Linked DNA regions of Sus scrofa: regions 1 and 3 are each linked to region 2. A link is a contact called in public HiChIP or PLAC-seq data. All regions are on one chromosome and are shown on one strand. Each heading gives the region's core, a stretch centred on a gene start, on an enhancer-like site or on the middle of the called end of the contact. The rest is flanking DNA. Distances are from core to core; before and after follow the strand shown. Region 1 overlaps FAM160A1 (protein FAM160A1). Region 2 overlaps FBXW7 (F-box/WD repeat-containing protein 7). Region 3 overlaps GATB (glutamyl-tRNA(Gln) amidotransferase subunit B, mitochondrial).

Region 1 (4,063 bases), core at 1,453-3,952, 760 kb before region 2:
GGAGAAGTGTCTATTTAGGTCTGCAGAATGTTTTCTTCCATGCTTCTTCCATGCTTTCTTTCTGTGCTCAAGACTGTCACAGAGACATTCTCTGGCTCCACTTCTAGTGGTGAGAACATGAAACATCTCCGTGTCCAGTTGGCCCACGACCCTGTCCTTCTGTACAGGCAGGCCCTGTGTGCATCTCAGCCACGCCCTTTTCAGAGCATCCTTTTAAAAAGAAGAATATTAGGTATGTGATATTTTTAATTACTGTCACCGATGTATGTAATTTGAAAATTAATGTTGCTGTAATTATATTGATATACTGAATAGTTATTCCCAGCTTTTTAGGCAGGCAAATTAAGCCTGTCTTTATGAATTCATCTTCAAAGCCTCAAAGTGGTTAAGGAATCGGTAGTATGCAGAATTAAAGCCTTTGTTCTGTGGTTAATTTAGCATGAATTAGCGAATGTAATTGATTTTAAAAATGTGGCATCAAGTTTAGATTTCCCTTCAAGGAGAACTTTTGGTCTCTGTTCTTTCTGCCAGAGGTTTCTAATTATAACAGGCAACTCACCGGGGTCACATTCAAAACTGGAATTAAAATGATTTGTTTGGATGTGAAGACAAGGAGTTAAATGCTTTAAATAGGGGACATTTTCCTTTGGGACCACAGATACCCTTATTTTGAAAAAGAGATAAGCTCACTACACTGTTTCCTTTTGTACATCCTGTACTTAACACAGTACCTGTCCTGGAGGTGCTCAGTGATTTTTTTTTTTTTAATGAGTCAATGAATGAAGGAATAATAAAGGCCACTGGGAAAGAGAACAGTGGAGTTCTCATTGTGGTACAGCAGAAACAAATCTGACTAGGAACCACGAGGTTGCGGGTTTGATCCCTGGCCTCGCTCAGTGGGTTAAGGATCTGGCGTTGCCGTGCACTGTGGTGTAGGTGGCAGCTGAGGCTCAGATCCTGCATTGCTGTGGCTGTGGTGTAGCTCTGATTAGACGCCCTAGCCTGGGAACCTCCATATGCCTCGGGTGTGGCCCTAAAAGGCAAAAAAAAAAAAAAAAAAAAAAGAGAGAGAGAGAGAAATGTATCTAATCTTTTGATTTTTCCAGTATTGAAAGGTCTCATCTCTTTATCTCACTGCCCTCAGCCTCTGCTGTGGGCTCCTAGTCCATACCCCTACCCCTACCCTGTCTCCCTCCTGCTCCTCTGCACTGAGGCCTCAGGTGCTCAAGCCCCAAGCCTGTCCTTTGCCGCTGGCGGGATGGGAACTCCTGGGAAGAGCTGCTGGCTTCTGATTGGACAGGGGGTGAACAGGTCAGGCTGGGCGAGATGGAGGAGACAGCTGATAAAGTAATAAAGGCAAGGCAGACAGTTGCTACACGGAGGGAATTGGAGGGTGTGGTTGGGAGCAAGGCAGGGTTTCTAGGTGACTCTTCCAGGTTCAGCATACTGGATCCACACGTCCTTTTATTTATTTAATTTTTGTCTCTTTTGTCTTTTTTAGGGCTGACCCCCAAGGCATATGGAGGTTCCCAGGCTAGAGGTCAAATTGGAGCTCTAGCCACTGGCCTACACCACAGCCACAGAAACGGGGATTCTGAGCTGCATCTGTGACCTACACCACAGCTCATGGCAACAGCAGAGCCCTAACCCACTGAGCAAGGCTGGGGATTGAATGTGCGTCCTCGTGGATACTAATTGGATTCGTTTCCCCTGAGCCACGGTGGGAACTCTCAAAGTCCCCTTTAAAATGAGGTTTGATTTGGTGTCAACCACCACTGAACCATGTCGGGAACTCCCATGCATCCTTCTGACTTTCTGTATCTGGTGCCAGGCACTACGGATTATTCTCTCATGGCTCATCTGACTAATCCTCCCTCCCCACTCCCTCTGGTCTGTATGGCTTCAGGTACCATCTACATGTGATGGCTCCAGACCTCTGTCTCTAACCCGGATCCCTCTCCTCAGCTTCGGACCCACACATCCGGCCCCTGGGCTGCCCCTCTAGCTCTTCATCTGTCCTGCAGAACCCTGCAGGATCTGACTCCTGTGCGCCCTCCTGCTCCGCCCACCTCTGGTTCTTCACTCCAGAAATGCACTTCACTTCCACCAGGGAAAACCAAGAGGCACTCCGTCTGTGTGTGTTCCTTTTCTACAGTTCTCTCTTGATTTAAGGCATCCCTATTTCTTTTCAAAAATTTTTTTTATTAATGATTTTATTTTTCATTATAGCTGGTTTGGCACAAATGAACCTTTCCACAGAAAGGCATCCCTGTTTCTTAATGACCAAGCTGGATAGTGTGACAATTTGGCGTCCTCACTCACCCTCAGTTACTGAGCCCAAACGCTGTGGGTGTCATTTAGGGACGGAGCACTGAGGGAGGAGATGAACCTTGAGAGCCTTGGCTTAATGCCTGGATTGCTGGCATGATGGATGCTGTAGTGAGAACGCCCTCACACCCACTCCACATGTGATACTCACTTTTCTCCATTCTTTTTCCTGCTGCTGAGGCTTCAGTTTAGACCCACTTTAGCTCTCTTTGAAGTGTTGTCACATCTACCTGACCCGTGACCGCCAGTTTCTTCTTTCTGTGCTTTGTGGAGATGAGATGAAAGCGCTTTGCTAAAGTGTAAACATGCACGTGTCCGCCACCAGCTCTGACAGGTCTGTGGGAATCCTTCTCATAAAGCTGCTCCTGGGTCTTAGGTGAGATCTTCTGTCCTGGCCGCGGCCAGGGGCCGGGGCCCCCCTCTGTATCTGCCCTCAGCGTTCTATAATATAGCCCATCGCTTATGAGCTTGCCCCTCTCCTGAGCACCTTGGGGGCCAGAATCCGGGTTTCTTCATCTTGCGGTCCCCCCGCCCCCCGCCGCCCCCCACCCCCGGCCCTGCGTGGGTCTGGCACAGGAGAAAGAAACAACCTGTGGCCTCCGCAGGTGTGTTTGCCCATGACGTGTGTGCCCTGCCCCTCTGCTGGAGTGGTCCTTCCCAGCCAGCCGGTGTCCTCTGTTTCTAGGAGACCCCCCCAACTAAAGTATGGTCTTTGGACCAGCGGCGGCGGTCGCATTTTCTGGGAGCTGTTGGTTGCCGCGTAAGACCTTGGGGAAAGAGCTTATCCCATTTGTGTTTCTGGACCCAGGTGCTGGCGACCGGGCTCAGTGGCCTCTACTCTTCCCTGCCGACGAAGCTGGAAGAGAAAGGCGAGGAGTGGCACTGCCTTCTCAAGGACGACTGGCTCCTGCTCCCGCCCCTGGTCCAGTTCATGAACTCGCTGGAGTTCTGCAACGCCGTCATCCAGGTCAGCTCGGTGCCGACACGTTGTGAGGGATTCCTTTATAAACACTTCTTCTCTTGTTTTAATAAATGTTTATGAAATACTGATGCTTTAAGCATACTGAATGTCCTTGAATGAGTAAAAATGTTAGTTTATCGTTTTCTGAGAAGTTTTAATGGAGGAAAAAATGAGTAGATTTTCTGTATCTTCCTTAGAAAAAGTGTTATTTCTGTTTTGATTATCCACTTAGCCACCAAAAATAAATTTAATGCCTGACTCATTAAATAGATATTTTTAGGCTTCTAAGTACTCCCAATGACACCACTTTCACGTCAAGGTCTTCTTGGGAAGGAAAAGGAAAAACACTTTATTTTGCTTAATGGTGCATACTACATAAAGAATATTGTTATCCCAATTGAATTTAGAAGAAGTTAAGCATCTTCTTAGCAACACAAATTAAATTTGCTTTGAAATTGGCCGGCTTCAGGGAAAAAACAACCACTGAACCCTAGTATACTTAGCTTCTTGATTAGATTTTTACCTTCAGATTTCTTGTTACTATTTTCAATAAAAACCAGATTTTATATATACTTAAGGGCGTAGTCGGTTTTCATAAAAAAAATGTTGTATTTCTGTATAGCACAGACATTACCTTAATGTTGGATTTATTAGGAAATCAAATTTTCCTTATGGTAATTGTAAGGTGAAAAATGTTAGTTATAATCTGTTTATCTACCAAGTAAAGAAATGGCTTCTGGAAGAAAATGCAAGTAAATTACTTTCGTTCCCATC
Region 2 (4,568 bases), core at 118-2,617:
TCACACTGCTCCTTGGCTATAAATCCCCACTTTTCTTTGATGAGCCCAATCTAATTTCCACCGCTGTAAAACCCCCTTGGAGTAGTGCTTATCCCTATGTGACAGTCCCCTTGAATGAAGTCTGTCTCATTATTTTAATAAGAGTCATAAACTGTTGGATAACTTCACAAATGAAGCCTCTTAAAAGCAGTTATACACAAAAAAAATCCCAAATTTATAAATGTGCCATAGTGCCAAAGTTATCTGTAAGTCAATTATTTGAATCTTTGAATGTATTTTGTCAAAGAAACAATGTCAACTCTGATGGGTTCCCAGGCTTACCCTCCGAAATATGAATGTAACAGTAGTTGAAAAAGTTCTTAGGGAGAAAACACACAAAGGTCACAAAATATAGTAGAAAGAGAAAGGCTACTACCTACAGCATAAGAGAGTCCTGAGGTTAAATACCAGCTTTACTACTTACCAAGAAAACTGGGAAGAGGTAACCTGTTTGAGCCTCTACTGACTGAATATAATAATACCTAACTTATAACACTTAACAGGCATTTAAATCATTTAAGAATTAATTAAAACACAGAAAACAGTGGAACAATGCCTAGAATATATAGTAGGTGTTTTTTAAAGTGAAAGAAATTATTAATAGCATTATTATACTACTACTGTACATCAATTAAGAAGAGAAATTAACAAGCAATAGGTTAAAATTCCAGTGATTAGATATATTAAAAATTTTTCTCCTCATAACTACAAAACAACTAGAAGAGACAATGAGGGGTTTTAAAAGAAATAGAAGGCTATGGCTCTAACAGTCTCTAATTTACCATTAGCTGAAACATATTCAAGCAAAAAGACATATGCACAAGATTTACTATAGTATTACTATAATCATAAAAACCTGTATTTCACTGATAACATAAAGTTTTATTAAAATGCAGTCATGTCCATTCACCCACTCATTTAAGTATTGCCTACAGCTGCTTTCATGCTACAATGTCAGAGCTGAGTAGTTTTAACTGACTATCTAGTCCACAAAGCCTACAATAGTTGTGGGCCCTTTGTAGAAAAAGTTTGTGGACCCCTGATTTAAGCTAACTCTCAATGATAACAATACACAAGAGTGGTATTAATGCAAATATTTTCTCAAATGTCACAAATAATCTAATTTTATTTCTACTTTCACTTTAGAGTAAATGATTTTAAATACGGTATTTTAAACAGATCTTGATATGGAATGTGATCACTACAAAACTGTTTTCAACATCACTGCCTGAGCTCCTGGGTTTCAGGTGAACAGGGCCCTGTACCACACTGTACCCACGGCCTCTCTGCCGCTCTGACCAGCAGCTCGACCCCACTTTCTGAGTCAGCTGTGCTGCTGCTGCTGCTTACGTTACACAATCAGTACATGGTTCAAGGCCAAGAATATATAAGGCACTCTAAAAACGTGTTTGTCTGTAAACCAGCAGAGTCAATCAGATATCTAAAATCTCTATACAAAGCACTGATTGCCTATCATTTGGAAATTTCTACCAAAATGGCAACCCTGAAGAATAACTTTACCAGAATATTCTAAATGCTTCAAAGTCGCCAAATAAAAAGTTAATAAATGAGATAGAAACATTAAAGTGAATTTTCTTTCAGCATGCTATTAGTTTTAAGATATTATTTCTCTTATCACTAGAAAAAAATGCTGCCAGATAAGCTAAAAAATTCCATCAAGATTTATTCCTATTTTAGATATGTTTAAAATGTAGAAGAAGAATGTATCGTAGGATTTAGGAAATACACTATTACCATAACTAGGCATTCCAATTTCAGAGAAAAATAAACCAAATTTCCAGTGATTTTATAGACTAAGTTTTTCATACAAATTTTCTCTTCCTTTAAAGGATGATTACTCCTTTTAGAATAAAAAGTTATACAGTCAACTAATATTCTCAAATATTTCTGGTATCAAGAATTACCTATAGGACTTACACACCCTATTAGGACCTTAATACTGAAAACACTTGAAGGTTACTGGTTACAGGCCGGACTGCTATTTCTTTAGTGTTGTTAGTATTAAGTCCAAAGTATCTTTGGATACTTTTAACATAACATTACACATTATTTTAACATAATATTAAATTAGACTACCAAGTACTAATATTATATTAGATAGCAAGGTAAATAAATTTCCTGAAAACATTTCCAGAGCTATAGTTATGACAACTATTTTAAAGAGTTTTTCGGGAGTTCCCGTCGTGGTGCAGTGGTTAACGAATCCGACTAGGAACCATGAGGTTGCGGGTTTGGTCCCTGCCCTTGTTCAGTGGGTTAGCGATCCGGCATTGCCGTGAGCTGTGGTGTAGGTTGCAGACGCGGCTCGGATCCTGCGTTGCTGTGGCTCTGGCGTAGGCTGGCGGCCACAGCTCCGATTAGACCCCTAGCCTGGGAACCTCCATATGTCGCAGGAGCGGCCCAAGAAATAGCAAAAAAAAAAAAAAAAGAGTTTTTCCCAATTTTAAAAATTATTTTCTTGTGCAAACATGAAATAGATTAACATCTGAGAAGGATGGAGGGCAATGACGTGTTTTTCAGTTTCTGATATGTCAAGTTGTTGAAGGGGTATCATCACACATTAGCTCACTACTTGGAAAGAAACAGCCTACAAAATAGAGAAGTCTATATACTTTGTTGTCATTTTATAAAATTTAATTGACAGAAGCTAAACATATCTAAATGTAAAAGATATACGACACTGAATGTTAGATACAAAATATGATTAATTACATATCATACCAAAAGGTTTTTTTAAACCTTTGATTTAAAAAATACATTAAAAAATGTCTATCATTAACATGACCAAGGGAAGTTGGTAAATTAAATAAGAAGGAGCATGTGAATCAATTTAAAGCTCCCTAAAGGAACCAGCTGCAGAGAGGAGGGGAGAAAATGTAATTACGCCAACCCTCTAATATGTCTAGTGGTCAGAGTCAATGAGTTATGCAATAGAAAATTACTGGCAGGCAGTCTAAGACCCAGGCAGTCTAAAACTAAAAGTGTTAATTTTATTTTTTAACTATCTTCCCCCGAATATTCTAATCTGAATTTTATCTTTCAAATGTAGTCCTTGTCTGTTATTATAAATGCAAGGCTATAATTTACCATAATAGTAAAACCTAGAAAAGTCAAACTGAACGGCGACCCTGGGAAGCCCTCAGGGAAAGCCTTTAAGTTTTCTATCAATTTTTCTTACAGAATCTGCTCCTAAGCCTTTTAGGTTTCATGTACTTGTAAAGAAGATAAAGATAGAAAAAAATACATTGTACATATGAAATAATCTACCATACACTGTATTTAAGTTTATTAGAAATATTCAACAGAAAAAAATTATCTTGATTGTTTATACCTTAACCCTTTAATTTAAAAAACCCACACTTCTTTTCCTGAATTTGAAAATTAACTTATACTGGTGTTTTCTTTAGCAAAAATAATGAAATAATAAATTAGTTTATTAATGACTTTAAAACTTTTAGAGGCCTCTGTGTAAAGGCTTAAATCAGAGTGGTGACCTCATTCAGAAGTTAAAATGAAAGTGACCAAGTGAAAGACAAAATAAAAGAAACACTTTGAAAACATAGGAAAGAAGAAAATATGATGGTGATGGAGATATTTATATTCTATTTTCAATGTAGACATCATATTTAAAACTCACTCAAAAAGTTTCTCAACATGGCCACCACCTGTTTGGAATAGTAGAAACAATTCAAAAAGAACGAAGGTACTTAGAAAATATTTTTTTACAAAAGCTATTTAAGTCCCAGCAAATAGAAGATTCTCGTCACTAAAGAGGAAAAATATTTTTTCAGGTGTTATGAGTTAATCTACTCATTTAATAAAATGTTTCCCTTTTAGTAGAGAGAGAAAAAGGGGGGGAGGTAAAAAAGGGAACTAAAATACTAATAGCACTGATATATGTGAGCACTCATTTACTCTCTGACAAGGTTTTTTTTTTTTTTTGGCTTAATGTGTTCAGGATCCTAAACATACTTTAGATCTAAAAATATATCACTCTAGTTAAAAATTCAAAATAGCAATACCAAGTAACTTAGAAAATACAACAGAACTGTTCATATTAAGAGGGTCAAAACTTAGTGGGGAGGAGGAGAATGTCATCCTCAAATACATTCAATCAATCATAACCTGATTATAGATTAGCACAAGTTCTACAAAATGTTTGTTGGTTTAGGATTGTCTATATGTAAAACTGTATCATAACTGCCACATAATAGCACACTGTTTTTCATTTTGTATAACAACAAAAAGTAATGTCTCTGTTAAGTTTGAATTTAAGAAATAGTGATTTAAAAATAATACAGCTTAAAGTGCCAGCTAAACTCGTCCAAAGGGCTAAACGCTGTAATTTCCCATGTATAAGGACAGCACCACCAGCTTTTTGCTTTTCCCACAAAATTAAAGCCGCAAATTTGGGGGTTTAGTATTTGTCAACATACCTCAAAACATAGTTTTTACATTTACCAATTTTAAGGAAGTTTAAAGCGTTGTAATGTCACAGAAAGGTGAAG
Region 3 (4,208 bases), core at 414-2,913, 650 kb before region 2:
CCTCACCTCTTTCAGAGGACCTTCCTTAACCAAAAGTACATTCTGGAAAAATATGATACTAAGAAGAAGCAAGACATACTGACAAGAGTGCTCTTGATGTTTCTCTATTGCAGACGCTGTAAATACACATAGGCTCACAGCTGCTGAAGTAGAAATTCCATAATAACAATTACAAAAAAAAAAATCTACCTTTCCTTTATAGCAGATGCCTTCTCTGGTGACAAGCCTACTGAATAATCCCATAATTATCTCTTGAATCTCTTTTCAAGCCAATGCTATTATTCCACAAATGCTAAACCAGGGCAAAGGCCAACTCAGCAGCCAAAGCCTGACTATAGATAAAGGCGAAACATGAAGACAAAGTTCTGCTTAACTTATGGAAAAGTATTCGAACTTGCACAATGGCCCACAAACCGCTGGAGAGGGAGAAAACCGCTATCTGGCCCGAATCAGACAGGCAGGATTCCCTTTGTTCTCACGCAGACAGGCTGGCCCACTGGTGAACAGAGCTGTCAGGAGGAGGACTCTGCTTTGCCAAGGAAAGGTTTTCTAAATCCACCTAGAAATATTGCGCTTGAACTCGCAGGCTTGGCTGAGTTGCTGAGACGTGATAAATATCTATTCCTCTACCCTTGGGTGGTTTTTTTATTGGATGGATAACATGGCAGGTCAGATTTCTGTTTGTCTTTTCGTGGCAGTGCTGTGATGAGCCTCTCCAGGCAGGAGCCGGGCTTCACTGGGGGATTCGTGGCTTCAGTACACAATCTGCAGTGGCCAGGGATGTCTGCTATCCTGACTGGGTGAGTTGTGGGTGGTGGGGCTGCACGAAGCTGAGCTGCCACCTGGACAGTGATGGATCAATGGAAGGCCACACGTGGGCTGCCCACTTGGGCTCTTCACATCAGAGGCCCACTTTTCAGGGAAAAAAACAACCACGACACAGCATTCTAGGCCAGGCCTTCTTTGTTTTTCTGTGAGATCAGCAAATGCTACTAAGCTTGGCACACATCTGAGAGATCTCCGTGCACGTGGCAGTTGCAGCCATCTGGTTTTCTCAGGCAAACAGTGGACCAGTGATCCCCTTACATGAAAATCACATTAAGAGCAACACAGGAAGGCCACGGCCCGAGGGACCCTCAACATCCTTCTCAAAGGCAGCGGGCCAGCTCTAATCTAGCCCACATCCGACAGAGCTGAACCTCAGCTACACAGGGCGTCAAGCCTCCCGGCCACGTGTAACTTAAACTGTTCCTTCAGAAGAGCCAGACGGCCTGGCCAACTGTCTAATACCATACACTCTCCACAGCTCTGCAATTGGAAGCATCCTTTTCTCATTTCAACCAAATTTCCCAAAGCATTCCATAGCACCCAGAGCCAGTGTTGGGCCCGCCTCTCAGAGGCTGACAGGAACCCTCCAGCTCCCTGGGTCTATCAGCTGGTCACTGCCGGGGTTGTGGCCACAGGGGTCACCTTGCCTTCCCTGCTGCTCTGGGGAGGAGCCCGCTGCGAGATGCCCCCAAGCTGACTTCTCCATTCTATCTGCAGAGATGACAAAATGCCGGAAGGCAGGGCTGTTTTCTCAAGTGCCGTTCCTGTCCCGAGTCACATGCCCTGGGAACAGGAGGGATGGCAGAACGAGGCTGGGCTATATTTACAGGAAGAATGAAACCCGATAGAGACAGCTGCCTGGTGGCAGACTCAGAAGAAAAAGGCCACAGAGCACACGCTAGGGAATAGCTGGTTATGTGGCAGGCAGGGACCCGGTGGCCATGGGGACCCTGGCTTTATTGCCTGAACACCTGCCACATGGAGATCAGCCCGTGGGGGCTGCCACTGCAGCTAATGATAATAATAGTTCCAACAGCAGTAACAGCAGATGCCGGCACCGCCCAGGGCTCTCTCTGCATTAACTCACCTAATCTCCACGCTGACTCTGGGGCTACAGACCTGCGAATTCGCTCGTTCAGATGAGGACACTGAACCCTGACTTGCTTGAGGTCACCCACCTAGAAGGCAGTAGAGCCGGGACCTGACCTCTGCAGCCTGTGCTCTTCTGCTCCGTGTCCCGCTGCCTCTGACGAAGGACAGTCACATCCCCTCCGTCCTGGGGACCAAAGCTGAGCCCCCAAGGGCATGACGCGAAGTGACCAGCCCATCAAAAGAATGCGCCTGCTCACACTTCCAATTTTATTTGAAAGCTGCCAGCCGTTCAAAGTTTCTTAACATATGACAAATGCTGCCAAGGCCCTCAGCAATTAGCTTAGAAATTAGGAGGAGAAAACACCAAATTCAAGTTCTGCCACTGCCAAGATACGCCTGTACCACGTGGCCCTTACACCCGTTCCCAGACCAGGGTGGGCGGGTGTCGAGTGATGGTGGCAACCCCCCTCCTGAGCCCAGAGCTTTTGGGGACAGGCCCTGACCTCTCTCCTGCATCCTGTCACAGTGAAGTTAGGGGGCAAGCCTGCACCAGGACGCTGTCCAACCTGCGGCACCCCTGACACTACAGAACAAGCCTCAGCATCACTCACAGAACTCTGGTACCAAGCACACTGCATTTCATCATACCCCGACTTCTGTGATGTAGGTAACTGCCTAACCGGGCAGGTCATGCTGTGGGTGGCAGCAGGTGACAGTTCAGGCGACTGCATCTGTGACAGAACGACAGCAGCTCCAACACCCAGCAGCCAGTAAATGGGCCCTGCATCTGTGTTATCGATGGTGGCTCTGTGGTTGCCCCTCACTCCTGTGAGTTTCGTCATTCTTACAGGAGTTCCCATCATGGCACAGTGGAAACAAATCTGACTAGCATCCATGACGACGCAGGTTCAATCCCAGGCCTCGGTCAGTGGGTTAAGGATCTGGCATTGCCGTGAGCTGTGGTGTAGGCCAGCAGCTATAGCGTCGATTAGACCCCTAGCCTGGAACCTCCATATGCCATAGGTACAGCCCTAATAAAAACAAACTAACAAACAAATCATTCTTACAAAGTGAGAAAAACAGAATGCAGATGCAACAGCTTTGGAAAAGACGGCCCTGAAAATACATTGATGGGGTGGAAATGGAAATTAGACAAGGGGGCTGAGGGAGACAGTGGTGGTCCTAGGGCAGAAAGCTCAAGGTCCGGCCACGGGAAGGAACACTCAATGGGGCCGGGGTTTGGGTCTATGATGTGAAAAGGGCCACTCTCTGCTTTTCACAGAAACAAGGAGTGGCTGTGGAAATCCTTCTGTGAATGAGCAAAAATTTAAAATAAATAAATAAATAAAGGGCTCACTCAGAGACATCATCAGTGGGGAAAGACAAAAAGTGGTTAATTGCTGGTGTGAGGCCGGCAGGGGAAAGGGTGTCAGGAGGAGCCAGAATCTAGATCCATCCTGGGCATCTGCAGAAGCGCTGAAATGGACCCCAAACACCAAGGGTAAGCTTTCTAGTCTGACTCAGGGATGACGTGATTACAAGGGTCTATAGTTCTGTTTTTCTCCTGAAAACTTCCACCTCTGGGTGAGAGGGCTCGGAGCCCCTAAAATCTGAGCAAATCTCTGGTCCCGACAATTTCACCTGTGCTCTGTCCCTGGCAAAGCCAGGAGGCCCCCCATGCGGGCTGGACTCAGGGAGGGAGTGTCTTCCCAACAGCTGGCTTAGACTCAAGGCAATGCACTTACGTTCTCTGCCACACATTCCCTCTAGGAGACAATCCGGGGGAGCGCCTTCCCCTGGACGATCAAAACCCAAATAGTTTCACTGACAGCAGACAGGCCTCATCAGAGGCTGCAAGAACGGGACAGAAAAAGGATGTTGACAAGAAATCAATTTTGATGACATTCGCATTTTAATGAGCCTAAAGCCACCACTGTCTATCCGTGCAAACACCAAGGGAAGCTGTGTTAGCCAAGAACAGCTTTCCATTCACTGTCCCCAAAGGAAACCATCCCACAGGCAGGAAATGATGCTGCAGGAGGGGTTAAGGCACAAAGTCCCTGGGAGCCCCCAAGCCTGGGGCTCAGACTGCACCCTTCCCAGTGGACAGGTGCCTGAGTGGATGGCTCTGAGCCCAAAGGACACTCACCTTGGAAAGTCTCCAGGCACTTGCACCCGAAATGAACAAACTGGGGGTTTTGCAGAAGTTAAGTCAGAAGATGTGTCTTCTGATTCAACTATGCTAGAACAAAATATTATTTTTCCAGCGCACAGACCAACTGTGAAAG

The links. HiChIP or PLAC-seq counts read pairs in DNA pulled down with a chosen protein or histone mark.
Region 1: an H3K27ac HiChIP or PLAC-seq map of skeletal muscle shows a contact between it and region 2, with 5 times the contacts expected there. The contact joins two enhancer-like sites. A contact is called at or near these places in 1 of 47 Hi-C or Micro-C datasets (embryonic fibroblasts) and 1 of 2 datasets of contacts at active chromatin or transcription factors (skeletal muscle).
Region 3: an H3K27ac HiChIP or PLAC-seq map of skeletal muscle shows a contact between it and region 2, with 5 times the contacts expected there. The contact joins two enhancer-like sites. A contact is called at or near these places in 2 of 47 Hi-C or Micro-C datasets (fetal heart ventricle and heart right ventricle) and 1 of 2 datasets of contacts at active chromatin or transcription factors (skeletal muscle).

The regions. Positions count from the first base shown.
Region 1 is chr8:77,400,785-77,404,847 of Sscrofa11.1, reverse strand. It overlaps FAM160A1 (protein FAM160A1), which reads left to right. Exons shown (of 14, transcript XM_021101513.1): 6 at 3,137-3,295. Among named protein-coding and RNA genes, the nearest start is that of GATB, 180 kb to the right of the region's middle. Within about 2 kb of position 2,702, at least 2 of the 83 cell types and tissues checked have an H3K27ac peak or open chromatin away from gene starts, as enhancers often do. A contact at or near this core is called in skeletal muscle, where this site is marked.
Region 2 is chr8:76,638,085-76,642,652 of Sscrofa11.1, reverse strand. The region is part of intron 2 of FBXW7 (F-box/WD repeat-containing protein 7); the gene reads right to left. Among named protein-coding and RNA genes, the nearest start is that of FBXW7, 160 kb to the right of the region's middle. Within about 2 kb of position 1,367, at least 6 of the 83 cell types and tissues checked have an H3K27ac peak or open chromatin away from gene starts, as enhancers often do. A contact at or near this core is called in skeletal muscle, where this site is marked.
Region 3 is chr8:77,290,151-77,294,358 of Sscrofa11.1, reverse strand. The region is part of intron 11 of GATB (glutamyl-tRNA(Gln) amidotransferase subunit B, mitochondrial); the gene reads right to left. Among named protein-coding and RNA genes, the nearest start is that of GATB, 70 kb to the right of the region's middle. Within about 2 kb of position 1,663, at least 6 of the 83 cell types and tissues checked have an H3K27ac peak or open chromatin away from gene starts, as enhancers often do. A contact at or near this core is called in skeletal muscle, where this site is marked.